Linked DNA regions of Arachis hypogaea: region 1 is linked to region 2. The links are chromatin contacts, called in public Hi-C maps. All regions are on one chromosome and are shown on one strand. The core of a region is the stretch at or near the end of the contact, and the rest is flanking DNA. Distances in the headings are between cores, read along the strand shown.

Evidence for each region. Hi-C and Micro-C count contacts between places; a contact is called where the count stands out from the background.
Region 1: a contact with region 2 is called in a Hi-C map of leaf, with 2.6 times the contacts expected there. The contact joins the enhancer-like site here to the promoter of LOC112709884 in region 2. A contact is called at or near these places in 2 of 8 Hi-C or Micro-C datasets (both in leaf).

The regions. Positions count from the first base shown.
Region 1 is chr9:2,604,083-2,610,524 of arahy.Tifrunner.gnm2.J5K5, reverse strand. It overlaps LOC112712851 (a long non-coding RNA gene), which reads left to right. Exons shown (of 2, transcript XR_003157930.2): 2 at 1,571-1,920. Among protein-coding and RNA genes, the nearest start is that of LOC112712851, 3.7 kb to the left of the region's middle. Within about 2 kb of position 3,739, at least 1 of the 3 cell types and tissues checked has open chromatin away from gene starts, as enhancers often do.
Region 2 is chr9:2,556,397-2,562,844 of arahy.Tifrunner.gnm2.J5K5, reverse strand. LOC112709884 reads left to right here and starts at 5,091. Exons shown (of 10, transcript XM_025761869.2): 1 at 5,091-5,323; 2 at 5,613-6,116; 3 at 6,119-6,241; 4 at 6,332-6,420. The coding sequence starts at 5,188. LOC112712773 (F-box/kelch-repeat protein At3g23880-like) reads left to right here. Exons shown (of 2, transcript XM_025765692.1): 1 at 1-85; 2 at 2,783-3,051. The coding sequence ends at 3,051.

The sequences.
Region 1 (6,442 bases), core at 2,490-4,989, 49 kb before region 2:
CTTTGATTAGAGAGTGTTGTGAGGTGTAGTTAGATATTTGCTTTGAAAGAGTGTGGGTGTACTGGGGTGCCGGTGAGAGAAAGAAGTCTATGTGTTGTAACAATTTTCACATAGTGATATTCTCTGGTTGTCATTTGACAACGGCCGTGGTTTTTTCTCCGGTAATTGGAGTTTCCACGTTAAATTCTTGTGTTGTGATTGTGTCTATTTTATTTCTCTGTCAAAGGTGTTTTCTCAAGGGGGAATTGTGTCTTATTCCCAACAAGTGGTATCAGAGCTTCGGTTCGGTGGGATTTATTCTTAGTATGCTCTGTGGTTGCAGCCTAGTCTGACCTTCCACATCAGAAAAGAATTTTGTCCTGTGGCTTGAGGTTGATCTTTGGTTGCTGTTGTTGTTGCTGGAAGGCAGTGTGACTCTGTGAGAGTGCAGTTTGGAAAAGGTTCTGGCTAAGGAAAGACTTGGTATTTAAGTGTGTCCATTGTGACCCACCTCTCTTTCCTGGGGACCCTTCCTAGTGCACGGTCTACAGTTGAGTTATAATATTCCAGTATACGGTTGCAACAATGTCAGGATATTCAAGTGCTGTGAAGCTTGAAATAGAGAAATTTGATGGAAGAATCAATTTTGGCTTGTGGCAAGTACAAGTCAAGGATGTGTTGATACAATCAGGTTTGCACAAGGCGTTGAAGGAGAAGATCTCTGGTTGCTCTCTCTATGAGAGAAGATGATGTTCTCTAGAAGACAAGAAGTATCCTCATGGTATTACCGCACTGCCATGGATAAGGATGAGTTGTGGCAATCAGGTCCACAATTGCACACGGGCATTGGTTGGCGTTGAGATGCAAGGTGTGTGGCGGAGTTAGGTCGATGGCTGAAGAACTTCCAGGAAAAGCCAATTTGGAAGTTGCACCATGAATTTTCAGCAAGGTTTCGATCTGTACCAAGGCGAAATTCTTGGAGTGGTCTAATTCCAAGTGAGTATACTTTCATGGTGGAGTATGATAGTTCTCTGAACTATGATTGTCGGTATAGACAATGGCAGCAAAGAATTGTCGGTGTTGACAATGGAAGCTGAAGATGTGTGACTATTTCAATCAAGGTGGAGATTGTTAGGATTTGGTTGAATTAGTCCCACATTGCTTAGGATAGCAAATGGAGTGGGTGGCCTAGGCTATAAATATGAGGCTAAGTTCTCCATTTGTTTTTGCACCAGTCAGAAACACTTTAAGCTTGTATCTGATTTTTCTTTTCCTCTGTACTCTTTGATTAGAGAGTGTTGTGAGGTGTAGTTAGATATTTGCTTTGAAAGAGTGTGGGTGTACTGGGGTGCCGGTGAGAGAAAGAAGTCTATGTGTTGTAACAATTTTCACATAGTGATATTCTCTGGTTGTCATTTGACAACGGCCGTGGTTTTTTCTCCGGTAATTGGAGTTTCCACGTTAAATTCTTGTGTTGTGATTGTGTCTATTTTATTTCTCTGTCAAAGGTGTTTTCTCAAGGGGGAATTGTGTCTTATTCCCAACATGATCTTCTTTAACAACTATGTTACGTTGTTGCATTATTTTGCAGTTGTTTCAAGGAGAAATGAAGTGGCTGAAGCAAAGACGTGTGTAGAAGTGTTGATGGAATCACATTGCATAATATCCAATGAACCTTGCATAAAGTTATGCTTGGATCAATTTGGCCCCAAATCCTCTGGTCATTGTAGTTTTCCTATTTGTGTATGCTCCTATGAATGTACTGAATATGATTAATTACTAGAATATACCTTATGCCTAGTGCCTACAACTATGCATTTGCAATTATAAATGGAGACGATAGGATATTTTCAAATAATTTTGATTGAAAGGGAGTAATGAAATTCTATCGAAGAAATTAAATAATAATTGCAAGTGGAAGTGGTTTTCTTTTCGTGTGTATCTGTGTGTACTTTGCATAGTTCTTATATATTATTTATAAACATTAGAGTACATATAAGAAATATTTAACACAAATACTAAATTTAGCATAATTTTTTTTGAAAGGTAACTAATAATAAAATAAATGGACAAAAATACACATAAAAAATTTTTGAGATTATAAAAATACACACAAGATAATTGAAATTTTAATGTATATACCAAAATTACTAATAATGGACAAAACTAACCTACCATTATAGGAGTTCAGTTTCCGATAAATTTAAAACGGTGACTTAACGCTCTTTGTCATTGTTTAGGGTATCTAAAGTTAAAAAAAAAATTTATTTTAAAAATAACAAAAGATTATTAGTAAAAGGTGGAGTGTTTTTAATGGGTTCTTTTTTTTGTATATAGAAGTAAAAGTAGTAATATATCTTAACATTGTAATTTTTGGTGTTTTTTAAAAGTGTGAAAGATACATAAATTAGAGAGTCCGATTTCTATACTTCAAATTTTTTAATTTTTTTAACAGAAATTTCTCGGTCCGATTTCTGTTCTCTTACAAATTCCTCGTTCTGATTTCTGCACTTCTCACAAATTAGACAGTCCGATTTTTGTTTATCTAATTAAACGGTTCACATTTGAGAATAATACCCCAATCAACCCATATTTTGAAAAAACACCGTTGTTACTCCAATATCAAAAACAAAATCTAGTTTTTAATGTGCCTTAAATTGATCAAACTCTAATTTTACAATATTCTCTAGAAGTGCCAATAAGAATGAAAGATTAAAATCATGTCTAGGTTTGAAGTTGGAAGAAAGTACTTTTATGGGAGAACGGCTTAAGTGACATTGGTAGATTATCAGCTGGAGCTACGTCGAAGAGAAAGAAGAAGAAGAAAAATACTCTTTTAATGATGGCAAATACTATCATGATATTAAAGTGCTGTTGTTAAAGTCGCGTATAGGGAGGAATTTAAAAAGATTATTTTTTCGATTTCATTTGTAAAAGGTATATGTAAACTGAATTTGGTTTCAAACTATATCTATTGGTAATGTTCTTTAATACTCTTGTCATGTTCTATTCATCATCATCAAAGCAGAAACTTAAGCTAAGACGCCAGTATTTTGTCTAGTTTGATGAAGTAAAAAATGAGTATAGAGACAAAAGTTACTTTGAATGTTAACTTGTTGTAACATTCACTTTTAATAGGACATAATGCTATTTTGAGCGAGGGAATAGACTCATATGATGCAAGTATGAAAGTGACGTTGAACCTGAATATTCGTTAGGGTGAGAGCTGAAATTAACAACCTTAGAAAGTCGATAATTAGATTGTATATGGATATGATGATTGTTACGGTGGATAATCGGAAATGGATGGACTGGACTTGTTGAGTTGGCCCAATCGTCTAGCGGAAGAAGCCTTCGAGCGGATTCACTCCTAGGAGCCTCCTTCCGACTTGTGTATTGGAGAGAATGGGGGGTGGTACCTGCAAAGACATTCCGATGCCTAAGTCAGCAAGGGTCTAAGCAAGTTTTTTAGAGTATGGGCCTTCTAAATACCTGAGGGGTGTCAGTGTACTTATAGTGGTGAACCCATAACCGCCGTTGGAGTGGTTCCGTCTTTGTAGGAGGATAACCGTCCCTTTATCTTAGGGAGGTTGAGGTTTGACTTGTAGAAGGGGGTTAAGAGATTTTAGGGGCAGTTACTTATTTGAATGAGTGTTACATGTCAGCTAATCTTCGTCCCCGACTTCTTACTGGTGGAACCTATGTCGAACCCGACCTCTTACGAGGAGGTCGGTTGTAGGGGAAGGCTAATATCGTGGATTGGGCCTTTACGTATTATTTGGATCTGGGCCTTGTAATTGGGTAAGGGTATGAACAGTGCCCCTACTCGAGTCCAAGTTCCTTTGCGAATTGGGCTCGAGTATTCAGCTCGGGATTGTAGCCGACTTGTTGAAGAACCGATGTGATTTTCGGGAGCCGAGGTGATTTAAATTTTTTTAACTGTTGCGTCTAATCAAACGTCGTGTCTCTTAGAGGTTTGAGAATTTACACGCGGGGGCGGTTACATTGGTAACCGTGCAGCTCTTGAATGGTTGTGTCGTTTTACCTTTATGCCCCTAACATGCTTATAAATAATTTTTCCTCTCTTCCCTTGTTTCGTTTCTGAAAACTTTCTCACCTACATACTCTGTTCTGAAAGAAAGCTTCCTTTTTCTTCAATCAACTGCTGTTACACCTCTGATCCTTCAAAAGTAAATGTCAGTTTTTTCTCTTCTCCTCTTTTATAAATTCTTTTATTTGCATGTTTTTTGTTTTGAGAGGAGTGCTGGCCGTAGGCTTAGTGATTTTGTTTTATTGATGATCTAACCCCAGGCCCCTTAGAGACCCTGTTTTTGATCATTTTTTCTTTTTCCTTTGTAGGTTTCGCAATCCCTTTCATTTAGGAAAAAGATGTCTTCTATAGAGTCTCTCGCTCAATGGGTAGATGTTACGGTTCTTGGGGAAGAACCTTTTGTGGATACTGACTATATTACTGACCTTCGCACGCATCATAGGATTTGTGCTTCTACTGAGGATGAGTCGAAGTATGAATTGATAGCCCCGGATCCAGTAGACTGGGTTTGTTTTGGGAGGGCTTCTAACACAGACCTTCATTTCTTTTTTATGTATGATAGTCTGTTCACATGTTTGGGTGTTTTTCTTCCCTTTTTCGACTTCGAGATAGCCGTTCTATCTCATTGTCGTGTTGTCCCTACCCAACTTCACCCCAATTCTTGGAGTTTTCTGAAGATTTATCAATTTGTTAGCCAAGCATTGGATTTTTTGACCTCTTTAAAGATCTTCTTTTATCTTTTTCACATGACCAAACCCTTTAGTGAGCAAAATAACAAACAGCAATGGGTGTCTTTCCGGGCCATATAAGGTCGGAGAGTTTTCACCCTTTTTGACGAATCCTTCCACGATTTCAAAAATTTTTTTCCAAAGTACGATCTGTAGAGGGTCACCACCCTTTTTTTCTGGACCAAAATTCTTCTCCTCGCTTTCCTTTGTACTGGTCGGAGTCTTCTCCCTGTGAAAAATATGGGTTGGATGACCTGGATGAGGTGGAGGCGGCCGTCGTGGGGTTCTTCCGAGAAGCATGGGGAAGAGCTCCTTATTTAGAGACGAAAAAGTTCCTGCAGGGGGTCTCTGACCTTTGTGCATGCCCAATTAGGTAGCGTTATGTTTTTATATTATGTTTTCAACCTGATAGTTTTTTCGAGTTGTCTTCTCCAACTTGTATGCTGACTTTCTATCTAATGGTTTTTTTGCAGAAATGGCGAAGAAGAATTCCCGGGAGTCTCATCATAGAGTCCAGGAGGCCAAGTCGAGGTCTCGCGCCAGGGCTGGTGGTGCTAGGGCTGCTGGCCCTCCTTCTCCTCCTCCCCCTCCTCCTCCTCCTCACAACTTGGGGACCCCCACCTGACCTATCGTCATATCCTCTTCAACCTCTTCTCTTCCATCCCCTCCTCCCCGATCTTCCCCTGAGTCAGAGAAGAAGAATCGGAAGACTTTAGAGTCTAGCTTTTCTTTTGAGGGTGAGGCCAAGTCTAATGCGCCTCAGTTCGTTCGAAATTATATCTATCCTCATACCCGTATAAGTATGGACAATGCTTCCGTTCGAAACCACCTTAATCTTCTGGTTCAGGGGAGTGTTAGGGCGGCGGGGGTGTGCACGAAGCTTTTGGATATTTTTGAGAAGACTCTCCTCAACTCTTTAGGTTCATCCCTGAGGATTGAGGAGCTAGAGGGGAGGATTCTTTTATATCAAGAAGGAAAAAAGAGATTGAAGGAGGAGTTCGCCGAGTTGGAGGAGGAGAGGAATCGTCTCCGAGAGAAGGAGAAGAAGTTGATGGGCCAGTGTGCTATGGCGGAGGGTCTGAGGGAGAAGGCGGAGCAGAGTTACATGAGCTTGTTCGAGGACCTTGTAGAGGTGAAGAAGGATTTGGTGGGAGCTCGGAATGCCTACGTGGAGCTGAAGACTCTATCACCGAAGGGGCCGAGGAGGCGTGGAGGATCTTCAAAGAACAGGTTGGGGTCATTGCTCCCGGCTTGGATCTCTCTCCTTTGGATCCTGATAAGATCGTTGTTGACGGGGCCATCGTTTCTCCTCCCCGATCTGTTTCCGAATTCGAGTTGAAGACTCGGGGTCAAAGGATAATGGAATCCCCCCTCGATCAGGAGATGCCCCCGAGTTCTTCAAAGGCTCCTGAGAAGGGTCCCGATGAACTCGCTCCGTCTTCCGTTGGTGTTGCTCCGACTTCTCTCCCTGGTCCTGATGGTGCTTCAACTACTCTCCCTAGCTCTGGTGATGATCTTCCTCTTGGTGGTGGTGACCTTCCTTCTTCTAATTAATTTTATGATGGCTATATGGGGGCCCGGCCTATGGGTCCCCCGTTTTTTAAACAATTTTTATATTTATTGTGGTGACCTTCCTTCTTCCTGACACTTTTTGGCCCTTTGTGGTCGTAAACAAAATTAAAAA
Region 2 (6,448 bases), core at 3,842-6,341:
CTACTCATTAATTCTCGTTTAAATTATGTACTACGGCCTATGTACATGTTGAAAAATGATGTTCTACTGGGGAAATCTCCAAGTGGCAAGTTAGTTTTATGTAACATAATTGATGGCAGCATATATTTTCCTAATATTGACAGCTCCAGTGATGGCATGACCAAACACCGTCCTTTATCTCGGGGTGTAGGCTCAAGGATCTTTCACATCTATCATGAAAGTTTAGTTTCACCCTCGCACTTTGGTCTTCCAAGTTGCTCATCTGAAATGCGGTTATTTAAGCCAACCCTATAATCTCTTGAGGATATTTTGCATTTTGGCTACCTTTTGGGGAAGAGTATCCTACACAGCCTCTTGAATCCATAACTTCATTATCATTAATGTGGTGCTTTTTTTTTTTGGAATAATGTTTCATTTATCAAGTTTAACTAAGTTGGTCTATGATAATAAAATTTAGTATGATAATAAAATTTAGTTATATCTAACATTATTTCAAGTCTTGTTATTTAATTTGATTGGACATGATTCAGAAAAAATTTTTGATGTGTAACATTATTCTTTTATTTATAGACTGTATCTTCGATTTAATATTTTTTAATTAGATTCTTTTTGAACCTAACTAAACGATATAAATATGAATATCAATCGTCCTTTACTTTGTTAGATTATGATGCATTTATCATGATATGCTATATAATTTATGTTTTGTATCAATTCGATTTTACAAAACTGCCAGTGTAATATCTGAAAAGGTTCAGGTACAAGTGTTATGTAACACCATATTTAAGGTGGGAATTTGTCAACTATATTGATATTATTTATCAAATAAACCTTTTCGTTATAATTAATTCAAATATAAGAACGATACCATCAATAGTAATCTAATGTGGCCTTCTTAAGATGGTGAAAACAAAACAAAACCATGTTCATATAACAAGTTGATCAAGAGTTTTAATTTGTCTATATATGCTGTGCTCTGTAGTATTTAAGAGATATTTAGAATGAAAATAAGTTTAAATCCTAGAAGAGATTGTGACTGTTTCTAAGGAATTTTTCAACCTAATAGTTGTTCCATGAGGCAGCATATAGTTTAAGTTTTTCAAAGAGTTAGCAAACTAAAGCAGGAATGGATGCTAATAACAGGAAAACAATTAAAATTTAAGTTTTACTAGGTTGCATTATTGAATATATACTTTAGTTTACTCTCTCACTTTATAGATTGCCTAATTATACGATATGCTCAGTGTATTAGTTGTTACCTTTAGGGATAGTTGGTCTCGTCCTGTTCAATTCAAATCACATTGATTTCTTTATTCCTGTTGAATTCAAATAACATTGATTTCTTTATTCCTGTTCAAGAGAAATCTTAGAGAAATCTTAGACTTGACAATAACATAAAAGCAATTATGTCATATATCATATTATACAATTTAGATTGACATGGTGCAAATTATATTGGTTAGAAAGAACTTGAAGCCGAATTAGTTCCCCGATTCATATTATTAACAAACCAATAATGTTTTCTAAATTTAGAACAAAATAACATTCTCTTCAAATCAGAGGAGATTATGATTTTATTATCATTATTATTATTGATTTGGTCACTATAACTTAGCGGCTACAAGTTATAATTTGGAGATTAGGTCAAAAGAACGTTAGGGTTTTGATGACTCAAATTATCAATACATAACTCGACCGTTACAATTTGATCCATTCTATATTACTCGATAATTGTTGCCTATTACTCAGAGAATAAGTTTTGATCTATTACATATAACTCAGCCAATAAAATTTATACCTCGGCCCAAAGAAGTTATAGTTCAGCCCATAACTTAAAAACATGATAACTCTTAGTAGAACAACATGATGACTTCATCACACGTCATCATCAACTTAATGAAATAGTCAAAACAGATTATGATAATATCACGGTAACCACATTGTGGTTCTCACCACAACCGTAATTTATGATTTGCTAACCGAGTATATTCAAAAGGCTTAGTCTCTATTCAGTCTATATAAAATAACATTAGATCAAGGTAAAGGACATCTAAAAACCTAATACTTACATAAGTCATTCTCACTCTCTTCTTTGAATTATTTTTTACTTGAGTATCGGAGTACCTTTTGCAGGTATCCATCCTGTTTGGGGTTCTTTGGAGTCTGGCTTATAACTCATACGCGGAGAAGATAAGACGACATCTTCCCTTTTGCAACGAACTATATCTCGAAATAGGTCCCGTAACAATAAGAACATTTGGCGCTCACCGTGTGACGAGCTTAATGTTACCGCACATTTTTTCCCACTTGTTATTATTCCTCTTTTTTTAGGATCTCGATCATGGATGATGAACAAAATTCACATCCTCCTCCACCAACTCAGGCTAAGTTAATAGCTAAAAATAGTGCGCTCGAGGCCGAGGTCCAAAGGATAACCAAGTTGTTAACACAATAGCAAAAGAATACAAATAGCAAGAAAGATCGCAAGGATACTTAAAACGATGACGAACATGTGTCAGGAACTCATGCTATGGTAGAAGTTACAACTTCAAAGACGCTAAAAGGACATACAAATCCTTTTTCTGGGGAAATCATGAAGTTTCAAATGCGAAGAACTTCACCCTACCAACCACTTTAAAGCCATACAAGGGGATTGGGGACCTGAACATATATATTACTAAGTTTCACTCAATGATGTTTTTTAAAGGTGATTTTGATCCAATATTATGTCATTCTTTTCCCGCATTTTTAGATGGTGTTGCTTTTTCATCTTTACATGCAGGTTCTATCTCTACTTTTAAGGAATTGGCCGATCTTTTCACCAATAATTTTGCAGCATTCAAGATCTATGTCCATGATTCTGACTACCTTAGCACAATCAAACAAGGTCAACCCGAAAGCTTCCGTGACTACATGACGAAGTTCAATAAAATAGCAATGGAGATTCCCAACCTTAACCCTGACGTCCACCTCTATACCTTTATGAGTGGTCTTCGCCCTAGCAAGTTCCACAAGACTATTGTTGTCTCCAAGTCGAAGACTTTAACATAATTCTAAGAAAAAGCAGTAGGACAGATGGAAATAGAAAAACTTTGATAAACTCAGCGGATCAATAAACAAACTCAATAAAAAGAGGGCGATCAGAAGGACCTTTTCAAATCAGCAAAGTGATTGGCAAGGAACTTATACCTTTCAAATATTACTAGGCAAAGAACCATCTAATACTTGGAACGCAACTTCTCTAAAACTATACCGCAACTAAGTTATAATTTAAGACTCGAATATGTACTTTTTTTTCACTGACAAACATTATTTTTACATTGGATTTTGCTTGGAGGATTTTAACGAGTCACTTCATCATGTACCTTCTATATTAAGAGGGTAATCCTCAATAAACAGTACATTATTTTTAACTTCATTATTCTTTATTTTTTTTCATACTTTTAGTTCGATTACTGCTTTTTCCTACACACTTTTCCATCTAACAATGAGAAAAGAAGAAAAAGGGAAAAAGAACGAGCATATTAAGAGCATAACTGTTAGTCCTTCACTGACTTGAGTTTCGGAGTGTTTTCTGCAGGAACTTCCGCGTTTGGAGCTATAAAAGAAGTAAAGACGGATCAGTGATACCTAGAAGTTCAGTGCTCAAGGAGCCCGAGCTACACATTGGCAGAACCCCTGGTCCACATAGAAGTCGGAATCAGTCAAAGCAAATCGATGCCTGTAAGTCGACTTTAGTCCAACAAACAATCACCTGTAAGCTCGTTCAAAAATATACTAATATAAGTAACACCTTTCTCAATGACATGTTTGTCCAATTTTATTTTTAAGATTATTAAGTTGAGTTTGGAGGCTAATCCTCATATCTCTGAATTATAACACAAATGCATCTCTTTTATATCCTGCCGAGTTATGACTCGATTTTCAAAAAAACTCAACCTGCTTCTCTTAAAAATAAACATGTTAAGCTTGAGGGCTGTAATCTGGTCACTATAACTCGACGGCTACAAGCTATAATTTGGAGATTAGATCAAAAGAATGTTAGGATTTCCATGACTCATAAATTACCAACACATAACTCAGTCGTTATATGTAAAATTCGACCGTTACAATCTGGTCCACTCGTATTACTAGGTAATTGCCACTTTTTATTCAGAGAACAGTCTTGATCTATTACCTATAACTCGTTCAATGATTAATGAAGCTTATACATCAACCCAAAAAAGTTATAGCTTGGCCCATAACTCAAAAATATGATAACACTCATTAGAACGACATGATGACTTCATCACATGTCATCACCAACAACTCAATGAAATAGTAAAAACAAAAAATGCTGAGAATATCACGGTAACCACATTGTGGTTTTCACTACAACCGTAACTTATGATTCGTTAATCGAGTATATTCAAAAGACTTAGTTTCTATTTAGTCTTTATAAGGTAACATTAAGTCAAAGTAAAGGACATCTAAAAACCTAATACTTACATAAGTCATTTTCACTCTCTTCTTTAAATTATTTCTGACTTGAGCGTCGGTATACTTTTTGTAGGTATCACCTTATCTCATATTTTTTGGAATCCGACATATAACTCATCCATAGATAAAACATGACGATATCTCCCTTTTTATAATGAGTAATACTTTGAATAGGTCCTTAATAGCAAAAACAATTATTATTCTCCAATCTTTTAAAATAATTAACTAATCAAATCTTAAGATAAAATCAAAATATTTTGAAACGTTTGTTGTATGAGTAAAATGAAATAAAATTTTAAGAATAAAACCAACAAAAAACATTACAGTATATTTGATAAAAAATTATTGCATCTCCCATACAATAGAAAATAAACAATAAATATTTTTATTGAATAATAAAAGGACAATTTCTCTCGTATGAATAAGAGAATAAAATATCTCAATAATAAATATCATTTATAAAAGATAAAAATTGAAAATTTTCTATACCTTTTATAAAATAGGCTTAAAAAAAACTTCTAATTAATATTTTAAAATAAAATTTCAACTTTTTTTTTTGTTCCCGCCATATGGTAGTGGCGCCGAGTCTTCATTTCTCTCTTCGATGATTATTACCCAAAAAAGGAAGAGAAAAAGAAAATTCGTTGAATACTTGAATCAACGCTGCGACACTGAAGGAACGAAGAAAGGAGCGAAGGAATTAGGAATATGGAAGTTAAAGAAGAAGAAGAAGTGAAGTTCTCAGCGTTCCCTTTCAAGCCATATTCGATTCAGATGGAATTCATGAAGGCTCTTTATCACTCTCTCAACCAAGGTGGCGTCTCCATGTTAGAAAGCCCTACTGGTAATTCAACATTCATTTCTAATTTTTTTTAATCTTAAATTTAACGTCGTTTTATTTGGGAGTTTTTGGCTGCATCACACTTGCATTATTAATTGTTTGCAAAATGAGTTTAATTTTGGTGATGTTATTATGTTTTAGTTAGGAGAAGAGGAAGACAATGAATTTACTGTTTTTAGTCTGTCTTACATTATTGGAAGCAATTCCATGTTGTTGTTTTGCTTTGTTTTGTTTATTAGGGAAAAAAAAAAAGAATTAGGTTAATTTTGTTGAGATTTGTGTGTTATAAAAGGTACTGGGAAGACTATGAGTGTTATTTGTAGTGCTTTGCAATGGGTGCTTGATCAGAGGAGACAGCAGGAATCACAGGAAGCGTGTGGCAATGGTGATGGCGGAGTTGGTTCGGATGATGACCCTGATTGGTTGAGGAACTTTGTTGTTAACAAAGACCCCCAAGTTAAAGAGGATAAAGTGAAAAACAAGAAGGACAAGTTTCGGTATCTGTCAGGAAAAGCTGATAAGAAGGAGAAGGAGAATAAGGTAATTAGTAAAGATTTTGGGGATGTGCATTGTGAACATTCTCCTGCTGAAAAGATATGTCAAAGTTCACAAAAGAAAATTGATACAACAGATGTTGATGACAAGGAGTTTCTACTTGAAGAGTATGAGAGTGAAGAAGAAGGGGATTTAGGGAGTGTGATGTTGAAGAGGAAGGCTACTAAAAGCATGCTTAATTCTTCGAGTGAAGATGAGTCTGATGATGCTGAGGGGGAGGAGGATGAGAAGAAGTTCAAGGTTTATTCTGTAGCCGAACACATTCACAGCTTTCGCAGTTCATAAAGGAGTTACAGAAGACAATCTTTGCTAATGAGATGACTGTTGTGAGTTTAGGGTCAAGGAAAAATCTTTGCATTAACAAAGGTTTGGAACTGAGATTTTGAAGAAGTTTTTATCATTTTCCATTTGATTAAGCTGAAATGGCTAACAACAAATGTCTGTATTTTACCATAGATGTGCTTTCACTTGGAAACTCCACACGCATAAATGAGCGATGCTTGGAACTCCAGAAGAAAAAGAAAAATGAAGCTACTAGAGTGAAGGTATATCACTTTTCTTTTGAAAAATGGC